2 separate regions of the Manis pentadactyla genome follow, and region 2 is linked to region 1. Evidence: chromatin contacts called from public Hi-C data. All regions are on one chromosome and are shown on one strand. Each heading gives the region's core, a stretch centred on a gene start, on an enhancer-like site or on the middle of the called end of the contact. The rest is flanking DNA. Distances are from core to core; before and after follow the strand shown. Region 1 holds the start of EIF2B5 (eukaryotic translation initiation factor 2B subunit epsilon). Region 2 holds the start of EIF4G1 (eukaryotic translation initiation factor 4 gamma 1).

Region 1 (6,531 bases), core at 1,807-4,306:
CCCTCCTACACTGTTGGCGGGAACGTAAATTAGTTCAACCATTGTGGAAAGCAATATGGAGGTTTCTCAAAAAATTAAAAATATAAATACCATTTGATACAGTTATTGCACTCCTAGGAATTTACCTGAAGAAAACAAGATCCCTGATTCAAAAAGATATAAGCACCCCTTTGTTTATAGCTGCACTATTTACAATAGCCAAGATATGGAAGCAACCTAAGTGTCCATCAATAGATGAATGGACAAAGAAGAGTGGTACATATACAAAATGGAATATTATTCAGCCATAAAAAGAAAGGAAATCATACCATTTGCAACAACAGGGATGGATCTAGAGGGTTATATGCTCAGTGAAATAAGCCAGCAGAGAAAGACAAATGCCAAATGACTTCACTCATTTGTAGCATAACAACAAAGCAAAATGGAAGGAACAAAACAGCAGCAAACTCACACTGAGAAGGGACAAGTGGTTACCAAAGGGACTGTTGGGGAGGATGGGTGGGCAGGGAGGGAGAAGGGGATTCAGGGGCACTATAATTTGCAATTACAATATAGGTAGGTCACAGGGAAGGCAGTACAGCACAGAGAAGACAAGTAATGACACTATAGCATCTTACTATGCTGATAGACAGTGACTGCAATGTGGGGATGAGGACTTGATAATATGGGTGAATGTTGAAACCACCATGTTGTTCATGTGAAATCTTCATAAGATTATATATCAGTGATACTTTAATTTAAAAATATATATATTAAAAAAAAGAAGGCTCTCTTGCCATTTGCAACAACATAGATGGACCTGGAGGGTATCATGCTAAGTGAAATTAGCCAGGCAGAGAAAGACAAATACCATATGATTTCACTTATAGGTGGAATCTAAAATACAAAACAAGCAAACAAAAAGAAATAAACACATAAATAGGGACAACAGACTGTTGGTTACCATGGGGAGGTGGGTGGGGAGGCAGGTAAATAAGAGAAAGGGATAAAGAGATACAAACTGCAAACTGTAAAATAAGTTAGTCATAGCAATGGAAGTACAATATATAGAATATAACCAATAATATTGTAATATCATGGTGTGGTAACAGGGGGAACTCCACTTACAGTGGCAAGCATCTAGTAATGTAAATAATCAGGTCACTACGTTGTACATCTGAAACCAATATAATATTGTATATTAGCTTTATTCCAATAAAAAAAAAACGTCTGAGCAAAGGCACTAGTGGCTACCAAGGAGGAAGGATTGGGGCAGATTAGGGGGGAGGGTGAAGGGGATAAAGGGGCACAATAATTCACAATAACAATATAAGTTGGTCACAGGGATACAGCATGGAGAATACAATGATTCCATAACCTCTTCTATGTTGATAGATAGTAACCACACTAGAGGGGTTGAGGATATAATAATATGTAACTGTTGAACCACTGTATTGTGTATTTGAAATCATTGTAAGATTGTATAGCAACAATAATAAAAAAAAACCTCTGAGCAAAAGACCACCTTTTAATTAAAATAGTTGTTGACAGTTTGTGTTATATGGTTGGATTTTAGTGGCTGTTATGAACTGAGTGAGATGCTGTACCTTCTCAGCAACACATGTATCAATATTCCAGAGGTTGGAAAAAAAAAGACACAAGTAGGGCTCCAATAAATGCTGATAGGCTTAATGAATAAGTGAAGACATCATAAAATAGTAATTTTTAATCCCACATAACTGGGCAGAAAGATTGCAGAACTATGAAGGCAGGGAGGTCAGGTTCCAATACCAGTTCTTCCACTTACTAGCTGGATGAATGAACTTTGCCCCTCTGAGAGTTCAAGAAATGTTTGTTGAATGAATGAAGAAAATATTCTCACAGAGCTGTGTGACAAATTAAATGAGCTGCTTGTACTGTTCCAGGCCACAGAAGGGTATGCAATAGAATTACTACTCTCTCTACTGAACACTAAAATCAACATTAAGGTTATATTTAAGTGAAAGATTTTATTCATAGTCATAATGAGCACCATGACCTGAGAGCAGCCCATCAGTGTATTCCAATAAACTGCTCTAAAGTCCCTCCATTTAGAGACATCTTAACTTTTTCTACAGCAAGGGATATGCATAAACGGTTACATTTATCAGTACATCAGTATGGCAGCATGGATACATCTAATTAGTGTCCTAAAGGATCATGCTATACACACTGATGTTATGTGTAGGAGAGGAGGCAAGTATAAGGGTCTCAGGTGAATTGACTCACCTTCCTCTGGGTATGGAGAGGGCATATGTGACATTATCTCACTTTTGCTAAGCAGAAAATTCCTGACCAACTACATTTCAGGCAGAGGTTGAAACTGTAATTATGCTAGGTGTTAAGCACCAACTTGGCTTAGCAGAAGTGACAACATTTTGGGCCTGTGTCTTTCTTTTTAATACTACTACATCACGTTCTCTATTTATGTAGACTGTGAGTTCCTTGAGGGAAGAGGATGTCTGATTCAGTTCCGAGCTCCCCAAGATGCAGGGTCACATTAGGCCGCTAGGTTGAAGACAGACCACTACATTTTTATTTTTTATTTTTAATCTATTTATATTTTCATGTCAGATGGGTAATGGGCAAACGTCGTAACAAGGCTTGAGGGAGGCATATGTCACGCAAAAGCGTGAACACCCAGTCATCATGGCTATGAACTACAAAAGGATCTGTGACTACGTTTTTAATATGCTGGGAGCAGGGATGATTACATATCCGGAAAGGCTCTGGACCCTTCGCAGAAACAAGTCCCATCATCCCGCAAGAATCTCAGCCTGTTCACGTACAAATAAAGGGCTACTATACTTGCAGATCGACTCTGCGGTCCACAGGATCCCGCGCTCCGGCGCCGCAGGGGGCCAAGACGGGCCGCCGCCTTCGCCACTCCCGGGTCCTCCCGGCTCAACCCTGTGACGGAGTTGGCGCCTAGAGGAGGCGCATGCCCGCTCCCCTCTCCCTGGCTCCTCCCTCTCTTCCTTGGTTACGCCTTCGCGTTTCAAGCGCTGGTCCCTTTTTGTCCCCGACTGCACGCGGTGTCAGTGTCCGTGCGGAAGTGGTGGTGTTCTCTTCAGAGAACAAGATGGCGACCACTGCTGTGGCGCTGCCGGGTGGGGTGGCCAGTCGGGCCAACAAGCGCGGCAGCAGTGGGCCGGGAGGCGGCGGCGGTGCGGGACCCAAAGTGGCCGAGGAGGAACCGCCGCCACCTCTGCAAGCGGTTCTGGTGGCAGATAGCTTCAACCGCCGTTTCTTCCCCATCTCCAAGGACCAGCCTCGGGTGAGCGCCGCGCGGGAGAGCAGCCAGAGGGCCCGCAGGCGGCGGGGCTACAGCGAGTTATACTTTCACCTGCCTAGTGAGGCGTGCTCTGGAAGGCCTTGTATCCACCCTCTTTCCTGGAAATTGGGTTTATCTGATTAAGGGGAAGGCGGAGGGACCGTCTAAAGCCTTGACGACTGCTTAACCCGAGTGAGTGGCTGGCAGATTGGGGCACTCTCAGTGCTGGCCACCGTCAGGTGTGGAAGGCTTACAGAGGGCTGAAGGCAGAAGCAGTGCTTGGGAGAAGCCTTCACTCAGGGATTCAGTGCCCCAAGAGGAGGCTGCGCTGCCTTTATGAAGAGGAAAAAGAGATCCTTGGGTGAAAGGGAACATCACCCCCTTTTGCCTCCAAAAGGGACGTCATGTGTCCAACAAATAGCAGGCTGGTCTGATCCCATGGTAACAGCTGTTTTGGATCTCCTACTGTGTGCTTTTTTTTCTTTCCTGGTTTTAATGACAGACGGTGCCATCTCTCAAAAGGAGGACTGAACGAGTTTAGTGGCTGGTTGCCAGCAGTCCCTGTATTGTCTAGATACTGGGGAATTGGACCCAGCTAGTCATAGGGATTACTGTATCACTCAGTAGACCCCAATTCAGTTAAAGAAAGGGAACTGCATTCAGTTCAGGAAAATCACTACCCGCTCCCCAAAAAAAGCCTAATGGCTGTTCACTTTGGCAAGTGATTGGGGTGGCTAGCCCTGACTCTTAGAAAAGGATCAAGGAAGGAAATTTTGTGACAGACAAGGCCTTATTGGTGCTTAAATTTCTGTAGATATGATTATCTGCTCCTCTATAGAGGCTCTGTGTACAATGTTAAGCAAATAGATTCCTTGCTCACTACATCCAAATTGCAACACCTTAGACTCTAATGCTTGGAGCATACCATAAACATCAAAGGCAGCAGGCTGATCGCTTTTAAATTAGAAAGATAAAGTAAAAATACAGTGTTTGGAAATACTGATAGAGGAGTGAAAATTGTGGTTGAAGTGGGAGAAACAAAGGTACCCAGAGGGCCCTCATGGATTCAAGACTTCAAACTTTTTTTCATCTCCTACCCTCCAGGTCCTCTTGCCCCTGGCCAATGTGGCACTAATTGACTACACTCTGGAATTTTTGACTGCCACAGGTGTACAGGAAACCTTTGTCTTTTGTTGCTGGAAGGCTGCTCAAATCAAGGAACATTTACTGTAAGGCTCTGCAGCTTTTCTTTCCATGTTTCACCTTTTTTTTTTTTTTCAGTTTCCTTGGGATAGATGTAATAAATAAGGGGAAATTGTGAGGGAATAAAAATGTGTCTATTTGGATTCCATCATGAGGTCTAAGGGCATTCTCTTACCAAGAGGTGAGCAGCTGAAGCTGTGACAAAGATTAAAGAACAACACTGGTATTTTTTTCTAAATCTCACAGAGTTTGGTCCCAGTGCTTTTTATTTAATGACTCCAGTATGGAAATTATAAGAGTAACAGCTTTGTCTTTCCACTGAGCTTCTAAATGTTGAGCTCTTCTTCATCTTTGTATTCCCAGTGCCTAACTTAGTATCAAGCACACAGTAACAATAAATGTTTGGTGAAATCTTATTGAAAGAGTAAATTTCAGGATTTATGGAAGCCTAAGAAACAAGACTTGGATATTAGCATGGTTTCCATTGGACAGTTTATAAATTTAGTACGGACTTTGAAAGGAGAAGAGTAGCATGAAAAGGGTGCTCCTCAGATACTTTATATACCCTAAGTCTCAGCAGGATTTTGAGTTCAAATCTATGTTTGGGGGCAAGGGGCAAGGTATGGAGAAGAAATAACCATGTTTCTCTAACCCATTAAACAAGACTGGTTACACAGAATGCTGAAATCATTAATTATAGTTTGTAAAGTTAAAGACGCTGGCAGGAACCCAAAAAAGCTATTGTCAAATAGGAGAGAAAAATAGAGAAGCTCCACATGACCTTTGTGCTTGATTTACTCATTCCCCTTACCACCCCACCTTCCTTTAGGAAGTCCAAGTGGTGCCGCCCTACATCCCTCAATGTGGTTCGGATAATTACATCAGAGCTATATCGATCACTGGGGGATGTTCTCCGTGATGTTGATGCCAAGGCCTTGGTGCGCTCTGACTTCCTTCTGGTGTATGGGGATGTCATCTCAAACATCAATATTACCAGAGCCCTGGAGGAACACAGGTCAGAATGGGAAAATGGTAGGGACAAGGGTTTGGGACCAGTGAGACCTAAGATGGTTTTTTTTTTTTTCTTTTTTTTCTTTTGTTTTTTTTTTAATTTTGGTATCATCATTCATCTACAATTACATGAAGAACACTATGTTTACCAGGCTCCCCCCCTCACCAAGTCCCCCCCACATACCCAACTACAGTCACTGTCCATCAGCATAGCAAGATGCTGTATAATCACCACCTGTCTTCTCTGTGTTGCACAGCCCTCCCCGTACCCTCCCTTAACACTATACATACTAGTTGTAATGCCCCCTTTCTTTTTCCCTGCCCTTATCCCTCCCTTCCCACCCATCCTCCTCAGTCCCTTTCCCTTTGGTAACTGTTCTCTCCCTCCTGTCTTTCATAGATTGAGGCGGAAGCTAGAAAAAAATGTATCTGTGATGACAATGATCTTCAAGGAGTCATCCCCCAGCCACCGAACTCGTTGCCTTGAGGATAATGTGGTAGTGGCTGTGGATAGTGCCACAAACCGGGTTCTCCATTTCCAGAAGACCCAAGGCCTCCGACGTTTTTCTTTTCCTCTGGTGTGTGGGTATCTGGGGTTCTCAATGTAGTAAAGTGACAGGCTTCAGCAGGAGAGACAGGTTAAAATCCATGTAACTTCTCCCCACAGAGCTTATTCCAGGGCAGTCGAGATGCAGTAGAGATCCGCTATGATTTACTGGATTGTCATATCAGCATCTGTTCTCCTCAGGTGAGCTCTTCAGGTCTGGGGCTGCACATCAAGAGTAGATGTGGGAAGGCTAGGGTGTATTTCTTCTTCGTATCTGTTCTACAGAAAATAGGTGCCATTATCTTTTGTTGTTGTTATTATTGTTGTCTTTTATACAAAAAATGCACAAATTTTAATGTGCAGCTTGAAGAATTTTGAGGTGTATATGCTGTAACGTAGCCATCACCCAGATCAATGTAGTTAACACTCTCACAATATTTTTTTCCCTTTCACCTATCTCCCCAACTCCCTCCCCTTT
Region 2 (6,531 bases), core at 2,850-5,349, 160 kb after region 1:
GGGCCAGGCTGGCAAGCCTAAGACCATCACAGGGTTCCAGACGCACACAACCCCAGTGTTATTGGCCCATGGGGAACGGGCAGAATTGGCCACTGAGGAGTTTCTTCCTGTCACCCCCATTCTGGAAGGTTTTGTTATCCTTCGGAAGAACCCCAACTATGACCTCTAAGTGGCTACCAAGGGCTCTGAGCTGTGACTGATTGGTCAGTAGGCCATGCTTCCTGCTGCCAGGGGTGGACCCTGCTCCAGGCCTTTGGGGGACTTGTTACCACCTGTTTTTTTGTTACTTAGTGTGGTAAGGTTGTTGAATAAAGACCTTTATTCCTGAGGTCCCTCTGTGTCTGTTTTCTGGGATATTGTGGCTGGAGGCCAGATGGGTGGGGAGTGGGTGTGAGAGGGCATTGTTTGTAGCAACTCTGAGCCTAGGCTAGCAGGGAGGCAGCCCTGAATGGAAAGCCCCTTGCACTTCTCCCCTCCTTCCTGCTTGTCTTAAAACTGGTTCACCTCTAGGAGCAGGAACCCTTGAGAATCTAATGTAAGGGATCATCTTTCTAGGAGATGCATATGCATACATTTTATATACAAACTCTTACAAATAACTTTCCAAGGGCTGTGAATGCCGTATACCCCTCACCCCACCCCACTAGTGCACGCTGACCTCAAGCCCATCATTCCCTGACTTTAGGCAAAGGATCCCTGCTCTAAGAGGCAGCAGAGGCAGCCCCATTCTTTCTAACTTGACTTATGTGCTGCTGGGTAAAAGGGACTTCTTTACCTCCCGTGACCCTCTGTCCCTTTTGGGAAGCTGCTGTTTGAGAGATTTGATCATGTTAGCATCTACTTTTGGGCTTTCCTTGTAGAATTGGTGCAGGAAAGCTTGACCCTGACCATTTAGTGTAACAATGGGAAAGAGGAGTGGCTTTCCTGGAATGTAATCACTCTTGACCTGCAGTGCTCCTTTCTGGTGGGGTTGGTAGAGTGCGCCTATACCTCCAATTGGGGCCTGGACCCCTGTGGATGCAGCAGAGAAGAAAATGGTCCTGCCAGATAATCATAGCTAGTCAACCAACGCTTATTATGTGTTTGCTGAACACTGGGTACTTATAGGTCCTCTGTACATATTGAAAGAATAATTGTTTTACATGCTTCTGAGACCTCACAACAACTTTGAGAGATAGGTATTATCCCTGTGTTTTGGGGAGGAATATAAAGTTTGGAGAGGTTCAGTTACTTACTCAAGGTCATATAGTAAGTGGTGGAGCCAGGATTGGAATCTTAAGTCCATCTGACTCCATATTCACTATATTACTCTGTTTCGTAGCTTTGGAGACTCTGTGGACTCCATTAATCCAAGGTCTTGGCTAGCTGGAGAAGTGGTAACTTTGGATTGAGTGTCCATTGTCTTCTCTCTGTTCTCACTTGGCAGCATGTATAAAACCTGTATAAAAGGTTGAAGCACTGGACTTGGGAGTCAGTAGACCTGTCAAGCCCTTTTAATGGGAACTGCTGTAGTCTTGAGCAAATCAGTATGTCTGATGAACCTGTTACCTGTATGATTGGGATATAGTAATTGCCTTCTCTGATTTCCAATGGTGGTGATAAGATAGATTAGAAAGTGAGTTGTAAACTGCAGAGCAAATAGATGGCTAATTCCCAAATCATGATTGTGCCTGAGTGTCTTAACCTTTCATGTTCAGTCATTCATTTAGCAACAAATATCAATGGACCCTTACACTGCATTTGACATTATTCTAGTTTGTGGGGATGCAAGGAGAAATAATTCTATCCTCAAAAAGCCTATGTAACAGAAAAAACAATGGCGATAGACTTATTAATACTGCACTGTGATGTGAACAAGGTACCTTGGAATCATTGAAATAGTATTGAAGCGCCTGGATAGGTCAGGGGAGATGCCTGAGGGAACTGAGACTTGGAGGAAGATGAGTTTGCTAGGAGGGAGAGGGTAGGATATAGCTCGGAGTAGAAAAGCAGAAAGACAGGAAAACTATTATGTTTATAGAAACCACAGATAGCTTGGTTTGGCTAAGCTATTAGGGCCAGGGAGAAGTGTGGTAGGAGAAACAGACAAGCTCAGACCAGGTTTGGAAGAGCTGTTGTGCTAAGAAATTGACAGTATCTCTTAATGGGGACCCCTGAATGAGAGCAGGAAAATAACATGGTTAGCTTCCTGGGTGAGAAAGCTTACTATGGAGGCCGGGAGGGCAGGCAAGAGAAATTAATGCCTGATCTAGGGCAGCAGAAATGGGGACATGGGGGATGGCAGAAGAAAGATAAAAGGATAAAATCAGTAAGACTTAATTTTGATCCAAATACCCGTAGGACTTTGTGTCTGATTAGGTGTAGTATGTGGATGGAAGGGAATGTAAAGAATCCCAGATTCTCAGGTTGAATACTTGTGACCACAGGGAGAGGAAATCCTGGGGCAAAATACCTCTAAAACCGAAATCAGTCAAAGGGAAAAATAAAGTTTAAAACTAATTTACTGCTTACAAACTGCAGTCTGGGGCCGTTTCTCTCTCCTGCTCCAGCAGAAGCAAAACCAGCACTCTCTTTCCACTCTCAGGTTCAGATAAGCCCTCCAGTTGCCCAGGTAATTACCCATTGATAGGGAGATGAAACTTCTTCACCCCTGAGGAACGCCTATAGGTATGCAAATGTACTAAAGCCATACTTCTCTCCACCCCTGAGGATGCAGATACACCAAGGTCAGGTGAGATATTCTGGAAATACTACTATTTTACCCACAATACTATTTATCGAAAAAGAGTACATGTGTAACAGTATGTTTGAATCAAGGTGGAGGACTCCACTAAGTAGGGAGAAGCGACAAATTCCTGTCTAGGCATACATAATTTGAGATGCCTGTGAGTGACTGGGTGAAGATGTCTTTTAGGTAGTTACTTGCTCTGACTGGAGTTTGAGAGAGAGGTTTCTGAGTTAGGAATTAATTGGCATGTAGGCAGTAATTGATTTTTATTTACTAGTTTGGTTAGGGAGAGAAAATGAGTAGAGAAGGGAGCCAGACATGATAAAAGTCACATAATGCAAATGGGTGCCACAGAGAACACTAGATCTGCATTTTCATTCTGGCTATGTATAGTTCCTTCTCCATGTGTCTTGTTTTGCTTTCCTTTCTTTGGAGCTTCAGTTCCTCATATACAGTAGTAATAATACGATCTATTTTGTAGGAAATTATGAGGATTAATGAGATCACATAGGTTATATATATTAAATAACTACCTCATCACTGGTTCAGAGAAAATGTTTTCTTACCTTCTGAGATAAGAGGGAGAGGGAGGAAGAGGGAGACAGAACACCTTTGCTAGGTATATAGGTTCTGTTTCAAACCCTTTCACATTAATTAACTGCTTTAATATTCACTAAGAGAGTGGATGTTATCATCGACAGAGAAAAAGCACGGTGGTTTAAAAGCTCAGACTCTGAGCCAGACTGTCTGGTTTCAAATCTTCCCATTTTTAACACGTATTAAGTGGATAGACAGCAAGTACATCACCAGGGAGTAAGTAGCAGAGTTTGGGTTAAAATCCAGGCTGTTTGACTGTGGATTTGCTCTAGGATGGTCCCTCTAGTGTCCAAACTCTTGACCGCCAGGCAGGGGTTTTAGGATTACTTCTTCCACCATTATTCTGAACTTCCCATGACTGACTTTTGTCCCTCCATGGGAGTGGCTGATCTTTGTCAAAGTCAAATCTACTCGGACTAATGCCCTAGTTAGAATGATTCAATACTTTTAGCCTAACATTCACTTTAATAGGTTTTTCAATGATCTAATTTTCAAAGGCTGCATAATCTGTAGTTCTTTAATACGATGTACCATTTACTTGGGACTGAATCTTTCAGTGCTCTCAACCCCCAGTCAGCACTTCACCTAGCACTTAATATGCACTCAATAAGTGCCTGCTCAAAGTATGAATGAACTAAAGAACCGCGGAACAGAGAGGCCGAGGGGATAGTAGCTCTGGTAGTTCCAAAGTTCGGGAGGGGACACGGGCCGACAGTGGCTGTCACATGACAAGGCGGGGCAAAATCTCCTGGGCTCCGCGGTGCAGAGCGCGGCTCCGCCCTCTGCGCCGGTCACGTGGGGGCCCCGGCTGCGCCTGCGGAGAAGCGGTGGCCGCCGAGCGGGATCTGTGCGGGGAGCCGGAAATGGTTGTGGACTACGTCTGTGCGGCTGCGTGGGGCTCGGCCGCGCGGACTGAAGGAGACTGAAGGTAAAGCCGCCATGTCCGCGCCCGACCCGGCCCCCCCATCCCCTCCCCCCGCATCCGCCGCCATCCGCGCCGGGACCGGCCACCCTGCGCCGCCGCCCCAGCGCCCTGGCCCGGCGGTCCGAGCCCGGGCCTCGGCCCGCTTGGGCCCGATCCCCGGCCCACGTGTGCCCGGCCTGGCCCGGTCTGGCCGCCGGGTGGGGGTGGGGGAGTGCGGAGCCGGGAATGTGCGGTCTCCGGGAACTGGGAGGGCGCCGGGTTCGCCGGTTGCGAAGTGCCAAGTCGCCCCGACCCGAGGAGGCCCCGCGGGTGCAGGCACCGCGGCTCCTAGCTCGCCGCCCCCTCCCCCCTTTGCGGCCCGGCCGCCGGGAAGTGACACGTTGTTCTTTGGCACTGGCCGGCGCTGCGCAGGGAGGGCGCAGGGGAGGGAGGCGGCGGGCAGGGAGGAGCCCCCGGCCCCGCCCGCCCTCCAGGCCGACCCTCACTTGCTTGAAACCGGCTTCTCTTCGGCCGCCGCCCGACTCTCCTTTTACGGCCCGACTCCCGCCCTTCCTGGCTTCCACCCTTGGGCGGCGGCAGACCTCGCCTCTGGCCCCGCACGGGTGCCTCTGCGGCCACCCGTGGCAGGCGTATCTTGTGTGCCCCTGGGCCAGGCCCCGGAACCCGGTGTCCCCGGGTGGGGGGTGGGGACACTACGGCCGAAGCTGCTAGCTCCGTTTGTGATCCGGGAGCCTGGTGCCAGCGAGACCTGGAATTTCCGGTCTGGTTGGTCTTGGGCCCCGCGGAGCCAGGTTGATACCCCTCACCTCCCAACCCCAGGCCCTCGGATGCCCAGAACCTGTAGGCCGCACCGTGGACTTATTCTTAACCGAGGGGGTGAGTGAAGGGATGTTTTAGCAGATCAGGGGGGTGGTTGGAGGTGATGTGGGTTTGACGATGTGTTGGTGGGGACATAAGCTGGATCTTTGCTGCTCTTTCACTGCCTGGGCGCCTCTGGGGCTCTGTGTGGGACTCAGCCCTTGCTTCAAATCCTCCCCTGCTCCATTTGCTTTAAGCTTGGGTCCCTTCCCCTTTCCAAGCTCCACTCTTTCCCAACAGGTGCTGGGGGGACCCTGATGTGGCACCAAATGAAATGAACAAAGCTCCACAGCCCACAGGCCCCCCACCTGCCCCATCCCCTGGACTCCCACAGGTAATTAGGGAAAAATTAGCAGACACTGGGGTGGGGGGTGGGGGAAGATCAGGCAGCCGGTCAGGAACAGGTTCCAACCTCTGGATTTTCCCACCCCCATCTGTGTCAGGGCAAAGTGCAGCTTCCTGCTGCCAAATTAAGACCAGGGCCCCTGGGCTGTTCTCAGGGGCTGTCATGGGGAGGAGGGGGTATGTGGACTGCTGAGGCTTTGCCACAGATCTGCTCCCCTTACTTCACCAGCTTGGGTTTCTGCCCCACCTGGGCTTCCCCTCTTGCTGAACTCTGGTCTCCCCCCTTCAGCCAGCGTTTCCCCCGGGGCAGACAGCACCGGTGGTGTTCAGTACGCCACAAGCGACACAAATGAACACGCCTTCTCAGCCCCGCCAGGTGAGGGGCTGTGGGGAGGGGAGTAGGGGGCCTGGGTGGGAGCCATGGAAAGCCTAGGCCGTTTGGGCCTAAGGTGGAAACTATGGAGGGTCTGTACTTGCCCTAATTTCCTGACAGTTGCTTTGTGTTCTTTCATGCGGCTCTGCACGTTGTGCTGTTGATTACTTACTGTGGCTGGCCCCTTGGGGAGTATGTCATCCGTGAGGGTGGCATTACCAGGGGTCCTGGTGCCTTGAGAATTGGGGGCAGTGCTTTAGGCCCTGCTGCCAGCCTCTGCTCTCCTATTTCCTCCTTTTACTGGGAGGTTGCCATCGCTGCATTCCCCTTCCCTGCTTTCTCTTTGGACTGTGATGAGATAAACACTTCATCTGGTTCTTGCCTTTCTTTGTTACCTGAATTCTTCCTAAGTGGGGGATTCTTGTCCTACTTCCTTCATTTTCCCCCCTTATCACCTTGGGGATAATTCTCTTCTTTCCTGTCCCCATGTGCTCTCAGGGAGGATTCAGGTCTCTGCAGGTAATACCCCTTTGCTAACCCTGGACCCTCTCTTGGTCTCATCTTTACCCTCCACCTAGTCAGGGGCTAGACAGGGACTGGGCTCTTCAGGGTGGGGACTTATTTGCTGTCCAGGCTTTCAGCCTGAGGCTGATCGATGCATGTCATGGGGTAAATCTTGAAGAGTGCCTGTCTGAGAATTGAGAG

The links. A called contact is a pair of places that touch in the nucleus more often than the background predicts.
Region 2: a Hi-C map of blood shows a contact between it and region 1, with 3 times the contacts expected there. The contact joins the promoter of EIF4G1 here to the promoter of EIF2B5 in region 1. A contact is called at or near these places in 2 of 3 Hi-C or Micro-C datasets (blood and fibroblasts).

What each region holds. Positions count from the first base shown.
Region 1 is chr1:114,268,387-114,274,917 of mManPen7.hap1, forward strand. It overlaps EIF2B5 (eukaryotic translation initiation factor 2B subunit epsilon), which reads left to right and starts at 3,057. Exons shown (of 14, transcript XM_036875255.2): 1 at 3,057-3,295; 2 at 4,397-4,521; 3 at 5,325-5,510; 4 at 5,907-6,084; 5 at 6,174-6,254. The coding sequence starts at 3,101. It overlaps LOC118907125 (small nucleolar RNA U13), which reads right to left and starts at 2,690; the gene lies at 2,587-2,690.
Region 2 is chr1:114,425,606-114,432,136 of mManPen7.hap1, forward strand. It overlaps EIF4G1 (eukaryotic translation initiation factor 4 gamma 1), which reads left to right and starts at 4,100. Exons shown (of 34, transcript XM_036933192.2): 1 at 4,100-4,253; 2 at 5,070-5,126; 3 at 5,349-5,442; 4 at 5,743-5,829; 5 at 6,325-6,345. The coding sequence starts at 5,383. It overlaps PSMD2 (proteasome 26S subunit ubiquitin receptor, non-ATPase 2), which reads left to right. Exons shown (of 21, transcript XM_036875222.2): 21 at 1-328. The coding sequence ends at 169.